2 separate regions of the Callithrix jacchus genome follow, and region 1 is linked to region 2. Evidence: chromatin contacts called from public Hi-C data. All regions are on one chromosome and are shown on one strand. The core of a region is the stretch at or near the end of the contact, and the rest is flanking DNA. Distances in the headings are between cores, read along the strand shown.

Region 1 (3,512 bases), core at 280-2,779, 800 kb after region 2:
AGGAATGCCTTGAGCAGTCACAGAACAGAAACAGTACATAGGAAAACAGCCAGACTAGGACAAGAACCAAAGACCCAGGCGGTGGCATCCCCACCTGAAAGGACATACACTGTATGGCAGACTTGGAGCTAGAGCCTCTCCTCCTGAGAAAGGAGTTGTAGTACCTTGCATCCAGTTCCTGGGGAAAAGTAGGCCTCAAGCCTGAGATCCTGGAAATAACTGAGGGAGAAGAACCCCTCTGGTGTGACCAGTCACAGCGGCTGTACACCCTGTCAGTCTTTTCTCGCTTCTGTGCTAGGTCAAATCATCCTTCCATAAATAGCTTAAGAGTTGAGCACAAGTCTGTCAGTTCCCACTGCACTGGCTTACAGTATCCTACTATCAGAAATCCTTTGAAGTCTCTAGCCCACAGATAAGAAGTGTAGCGCACCACACCTGTTGCACACAGCCCACCTCCTTGCCTCAGTGACCTAATGGGGGTGGACCCCTTTTCTGTACACGACCCTCTACTACTGTGAACGACACGGCCCCCTACTGTGCAGAGCCCACCTCACTGCCCAAGTGACAACGGGGTGACCCCCTCACTTGTGACTCACGATTATGTATGCCCTATTACTAAGCCTACAGATGATGACCTCACTCACGACCCTGCCCCCTGCTTGTATCTAATAAATACAGATGCTTCTGGGCATTTGGGGCTCTCGCTAATCTCCGCTCATAGGTGCGTGCCCGCCACCAGTCCAGCTGCTTTTCACCAGTTCTTCAGTGTCCTGTCTCTTTACTTCTCGGATCCTGCACCTCAGCACAACATAAGGGACACCCCACGACCCTGTGGGGCCCTACAACCCTACAGGAAATGAACTGCCATGGGTTATCTTAGGTCTGTCCAAGGAAGACCCCAAAAGAATGAACAAACATTAGTAAAGAGGATGCCTAAAGTATCATTGCATTACTTACAGCTGGGCAAGAAGTGAGCAACAGCTAGAATAGAGCTGCATCAGCCCTGGTCAAAGGACCTGAAGATTAAAGATCCCCAGTGCAGGGTGATGTGGATCGGGTTGCGAAAGTAATAGCGGCAGCGGAGGTAGAACAGCTGGGACCCAGCCCTGTCCCCACTGTGAAGGACGCCGGGCCGGGAGCCTCGAGCAGGGCGGTGACAAGGCAGTGACACCTTGAGTCAGAGCACCGGCCCACACCAGCATCCCATCCACTGCTGGGCTCGCACAGTCGCCGCTCGCCAGGTCCTTCCGGAGAGCCCGCTCCCGCCGCCCCGCCCCGCCCCGCCCCGCGCCGCTCCGCCCCGCCCCGCGGCCCCGCTCCGCCCCGTCCCGCGCCCCCGCCCCGCCCCGCTCCGCCCCGCCGCCCCGCTCCGCCCCGCCCCGCGGCCCCGCTCCGCCCCGCCCCGCCCCGCCCCGCCGCCCCGCTCCGCCCCGCCCCGCGGCCCCGCTCCGCCCCGCCCCGCCCCGCCCCGCCGCCCCGCTCCGCCCCGCCCCGCGGCCCCGCTCCGCCCCGTCCCGCGCCCCCGCCCCGCCCCGCCACCCCGTCCCGCCGCAGCGTCCGGCCGCTGGGTCCCGTCCTTCTCCCGCGCGCATCCAGTTCCGCTGCCCCGGCCTGCCTGCATCCCCTAGCTAGCAGCGGCCGCGGACGCCATGGGGACCGCCTCGTCTCTCGTGAGCCCCGCGGGCGGGGAGGTGATCGAGGACACGTACGGGGCGGGCGGCGGCGAGGCCTGCGAGATCCCGGTGGAGGTGAAGCCCAAGGCCCGCCTGCTGCGCAACTCGTTCCGCCGGGGCGCGGGGGCGGTAGCGGGGGCCGGGCCCGGGTCGCTGCCCCGCGGGGCGGGCGCTGGCGGGCTGCTGGGGGCCAGCTTCAAGTCCACCGGCTCGTCGGTGCCCGAGCTGGAGTACGCGGCGGCTGAGTACGAGCGGCTCAAGAAGGAATACGAGATATTCCGCGTCAGCAAGAACCAGGAGTTGTTGTCCATGGGCCGCCGCGAGGCCAAGCTGGACACGGAGAACAAGCGGCTGCGGGCCGAACTGCAGGTAACGCGCGCGCCGGGACACCCCTGCCCAGCTCCAAACCGAGAGGCTTTCAAAGTTCGGCGGAAACCGTTCATTTTAATTTGAGAGGCCGTAGTCTCTTCGAGTCTAAAATGATTCCTTAACTCCCTCCCCTTTTTCTGTCTCTGTTGTTTTTGGAGACACGGTCTCGCTGCGGTGGCACGATCGCGGCTCTGCAGTCTGGAACTCCTGGGCTCAGCGATCCTCCCGTCTCAGCCTCCAGAAGTGCTGGGATTACGGGAGTGGGCTACCGCGCCCAGTCCCTGCTTTTCTATTTCTGGTTTTGGCGTTAAAACACAAAGAAAAAATTAGCTCGAAAGTGTCCTGAGGAGGCAAATGCCAATCTGCAGCGCCACTCCCGCCCCCGCGCCCACCCCCTCAGAAGGCTGGTGACATCTGTTGAAGCAACTCAACAAACTCTTCCCACCAGTGTTACCACCCTCTCCCCCATAAAAATTTTACGTGGGGCTCCAAGGTGGGGCGCATGTCTCGGTTTCTTTGTGAAGTTTCATCGCTCTTGCATTTTGATGGTCTTGACGTTAACTTTTCTGGAAGCCTTCTGATTCTCACCATCTTAACTGCTGTGGTTGAAAACCTGTGGTCAAAATTTTTACTCTAGATGTAGTCAAATTTCCTTAGTTCATTTGATTAATTTACTCTAAAAGCAATTATTGTATGCCCTCCATGTGTAGCAGGTCTGTTATAAATCATTAAAATAGTAAGTAAAGCAAGACATTGCTTTTCTCCGAGCAAAGCTGTAAGATTTTTGCCGTCAGTTTGGGGCCCCTCTGATCGTTGTTGTGTTGCTTGTTTACTCTTTACTGTGGTAGAGACTTCCAGGCAGCCTAAGAGTTCCTGGGGTCATTACTAGGGGTGAAATAAATACCTCAGACTGATTTTTCTAAAAGAAAAATGCTTCCTGTCTTCACGCCTACACATTCTTCTAGTGAGGGTTTTTTTGTTGTTTTTAATTTTTAAACTCCGTCGTCAACTGTTGTGTAAAATTATTGTGGTCTGGGAAGAAGTGCGTGTAGCAATTTTTCTGTGGTCTGACAACGGTTTTCCTACTGGGCAGTCTTAATGCACTTGCATTTATAAAATGGACTTGTGTATTTCAAATATCTGATTTCATGTGTCCAAGCCACTGCCCAACAGACACTGCATGTTGGAAACGACTGTGAGGTGGCAGGTAAAAAAGGCCAAACCAAGCAGGACAGAGTGCAGTAAGGGTTGGCAACTGTCACAGTCCCGGATTACTCCTGCCACTAATCCTGATTCCCTGTGAAATATATTGGTTCCTTTCTCACATATCTCTGCATGAAAAAACTCCTCCAGATTTATTTCATTCATTCATTCAGACAGTTACTGGAGACCTGCAGTGTACCAGGCACTGAGATGGTGAAATGAATAAGACATAGTGCCAAGAGGCACACAGTCTCCGAAAACTAATTA
Region 2 (3,515 bases), core at 933-3,432:
CCGTATCTTCACTTGTTTCTTCCTACTTTATGAACCCTCCAAAATACAGCACTTACTTAACATCAACCTTAAAGTTGACTACCACAGACCGGACTTGACAAATGTTAATTTCAAATCTTCTAAACTATCCAATGTTTAAAAACTAGTTTTCTTGAACTTTAAAAAATAGCACGTTTACACACAGAATTCCATTCCTATTAAGTTTTAGAAAAAAACTCAGGTGTTAGCATAGTGGTTATGTTGAAGGTGAATGCAGTGACTAGGTGTTAGGAGAACCTCGTTCTGTATCAGAAAAATTCAGTTTCTTGACCTGTGTGCTTACTGCACAGGTTGATCGCACTGTGTGAACACATAAAATCTCTATTTCCCTGTAAGTATGCTATACCTCGATCACAAAAAATATATTCACTTGCTTATTGGAGAACATGTGAAAAAACCCACATTATTTTTTAAACCAAAAAGAAGTACAACCATCCATGTTAAAAGTAAAAATTGTGAAGGGACAAAATCCACTGTAGCTGTCTCAAATGAAAAGGCCTAACCAGAACTGGAAGTAGGCAAGCTCTCACAGGAGTTTAGGGCAGCTAATTTGATGAGCACACGGAAGGGCTGCCCTCATAGAGTGAAGGAGTGAGTAGATTCAATCCATTTGAGTCCTAATAAGCATATCTAGAACACAAGGATACTATGATGCTGCTCTGGGACTAAAGGAAAACCTAACTTGTATCCAATATCTGTCCTAAAGGTTATTTAAACACATTTGTAACCAGACCATACCTTATTTGCATTGCCTGAACCCTGAGGCCGCTGTAATCAACCTCTTTTTGCTCCAATTCTTTCCATTCATCTTCCTCCTGTAAAACAAACGCCATTTGTTCAATTAAAGCTATTTGCAGGCATACAACTAAGTAATCATCAAAATGGGAAAAGTGGATCAAGTGGCTGGAACCTAAACTAAGTATACACTCCTCTTCTGGCCAAAGCCCTTGCTTCGTCCTGGGGCAAACTAGGCTACACGGAGGACAAACATGCTCATCAGTCTTAACACTGTACTTCCGCTGGGTTCCAGCACGAGAGCTGTTACTTTAAGCAACTAGGAGAAGCCCAAGGAAGAAGTCAACAGGAATTTCACAACTACATTTCTACCTCAACGTTATTGCACCGAGACTTTTCTTTTTCTTTCTCGGGTTTAGAGACTAAGTCATCACAAAAGAGCTGCCACAAACGCGGCTGCTGAAAGCGAAAATTCAGCTCAAACTACTGGGCTGAGGTCAGCACGCGGAATTATTCAGCCTAGACTACACTGATAAACGCTGCTCTGTGCTGGGCACTGCAGCCCCAGACCTAGTGCCCCCGGAGGGTGGCGCCGCCTAGGCCTTGGCTAACGCGGAGAGACGCGAGGTAGGAAGGGCAGCTCCGGGGCGGGTGTCGGAGGGGGTCCCGGACCTGGCGAGCCCGGCCCGAGGTGGGGAGCCCGCGTCACGTGGCCGACCCGCGCCCCTCCGCCCTGCCCCCGTGGCCCCCCCCCGGACGCTTCCCCGGCAGGCGGGGGCGGGCACATGGGGCGCCGGCGCGCCGCCCGGGCCCGGAGTGCCGGCCTCCCGGCCCCTCACCTTCGTCACAGCCTTGGTGGCGGCCCCTGGGCCCGCAGCCCCCGCGCTCGCGGTCCCGCCGTCGCCCGGTCGGGTCCCCGCGCCCGCCCCGCCGCCCGCAGCACCCGTGGCTCCGCTGCTCCCGCTGGCGCTGCCCGCTGCGCCCGCAGCACTCGCTGCCCGGTTGCTCCGCTCCTTCTTCTTCTTCTTGTCTCTCTTAGCAAAGAAGTTGTCCAGGCTCCTTTCCTCCGTCTCGGCCATGGCCTTGGCTTCCTCGACCCGGATGGGTGGGGCCGGCGGCGGGCGCGGTCCACGGGACTCCGAGCTCCGGGTCGCGGCCGGCTCTGCGCTCACGCTGCCGGGCGCGGCGACGCCTCAGCCCCGCGGGGTCGCCGAGACGTGCGCGGCGGGGCGGGCTGCTCCCCCTGCGAGCTGGCGAGCGGTGGTACCGTCCGCCCGAAGGCTCGCGCGCCGCCGCTGTCTCCCTAGGCTGCTGGGCTGCGGCTAGTGCCGCGGCGACGGGGCAGGATCCCGCTCTCCCTACAACCAGAGGGGAAAAGGCACGCGCGGGACAGAGGCTCTAGCGAGAGTGCTCGGCTAGCGGCGGCGCGTGTCGGAGGAAGATGCGCGCGCGCAGGCCCGAAGAGGAGGGGAAAGGGATGGGGAAGGGAGGGAGGGGGAGCAGGGAGGGAGGGCGGGCCGCTAGAAGAGAGAGGCAGCACCCGCGCCTGCGTACTTTCCTCTGCCCGCCGTTGTGTGATTGCCGAGGGGCGGGCGGCGGGAGGAGGTGGAGGCGGAGGTGGCAAGACAGCCAATCAGGTGCCAAGACGAAGCGTTTAGGTGACAATCAGTGCGCCAGACGGGGCGGTGTCCAGACGTGGGGGCGGAGAGAGGAGGGCATATGCAAAATAAGTGACGAGTCTGATGACTCCGGTCTCCCGATTGGCCGAGGGTTTAGTCTTGAGGGCGGGCATTTCGAGGGCTGGTTGATGACTTGGCTAAAGAGGTCCAGCGGGAGGGGCAGTGGGTTCTTTTTGGGCGCTTGCGCGAGATACACGTGTGTTTCCTGACCCAGAACAAACTGTGGCCTGGTAGTAGTCGTTTGAACTTTCCCGAAATTGATAGGCACTGCATTAAGCCAACTGTGTTAAAGATTGCTCCTCTCCTCTGTTCGCTTCTGTATTTCCACCCTCTTTGGTCTGGCAACCATTAATTTTCTTCTTTACAGGTTGATTATGAAAGCGTGAGGAGCAGTGAGCCTGAAGTTTAGTCCTATTACTAAAAGATCTTTCACAGGCCGTTAGGTAGGTAGAAGGGGATTTTGTCTGAACTCCACCCTCTGGATTATGTTTACCAAGGTCAAGTTCAATAAATCCTATCTTCAAGCTCCTAATCTGCAAAGTGGGTATACTAGATCTTACAAGATATGGGGGAGGGAGGGAAGAGAGTCTGCGTCAACTGGCCAGCACAGTGCTTAACGTCCTGACTTCAGTCTAGATGATGATGCAGTTTATTCTTAGCTCCTATCCCTGATAAAAGGAGGGGAATGGCTCATCATAGGGGAGGAGATGAAAATGCCCAGGCTAAACCTGTCTTAAAACTCAGGTTTAAATGGGTTTAAAGCCCACTTAAATACTCTTGGGGCCTTAAGAATGGAATGAATTCTATATGCAAAAGATGGTCTAAAGTAAGCTCTTAAACTTTCTGCTTCCTCCTTCTAAAAGCAGGGGAGGCAGCTGTCACAACCACTGAGGAAATGACTCAGACAAATGTTGGTAGCCCAATGGGGTAGATAGAACCCAGCCAGTAAATGGAGTGACTTCTTTATCTTTTCCTTTACAGTTACCCCATTAAAGTTTCTCTTTTCCCACCTTCGACTTACACTGCTATTAAAGAACTAACTTCTGAATGTCAAATAAATCA

The links. A called contact is a pair of places that touch in the nucleus more often than the background predicts.
Region 1: a contact with region 2 is called in a Hi-C map of skeletal muscle, with 5 times the contacts expected there. The contact joins the promoter of NPHP3 here to the promoter of CDV3 in region 2. A contact is called at or near these places in 2 of 3 Hi-C or Micro-C datasets (both in skeletal muscle).

The regions. Positions count from the first base shown.
Region 1 is chr17:51,389,166-51,392,677 of calJac240_pri, forward strand. It overlaps NPHP3 (nephrocystin 3), which reads left to right and starts at 1,530. Exons shown (of 27, transcript XM_008990539.4): 1 at 1,530-2,042. The coding sequence starts at 1,650. It overlaps LOC118148805 (a long non-coding RNA gene), which reads right to left and starts at 1,147. Exons shown (of 3, transcript XR_013528643.1): 1 at 958-1,147.
Region 2 is chr17:50,591,990-50,595,504 of calJac240_pri, forward strand. CDV3 (CDV3 homolog) reads right to left here and starts at 2,183. Exons shown (of 6, transcript XM_078354212.1): 1 at 1,614-2,183; 2 at 778-854. The coding sequence starts at 1,853.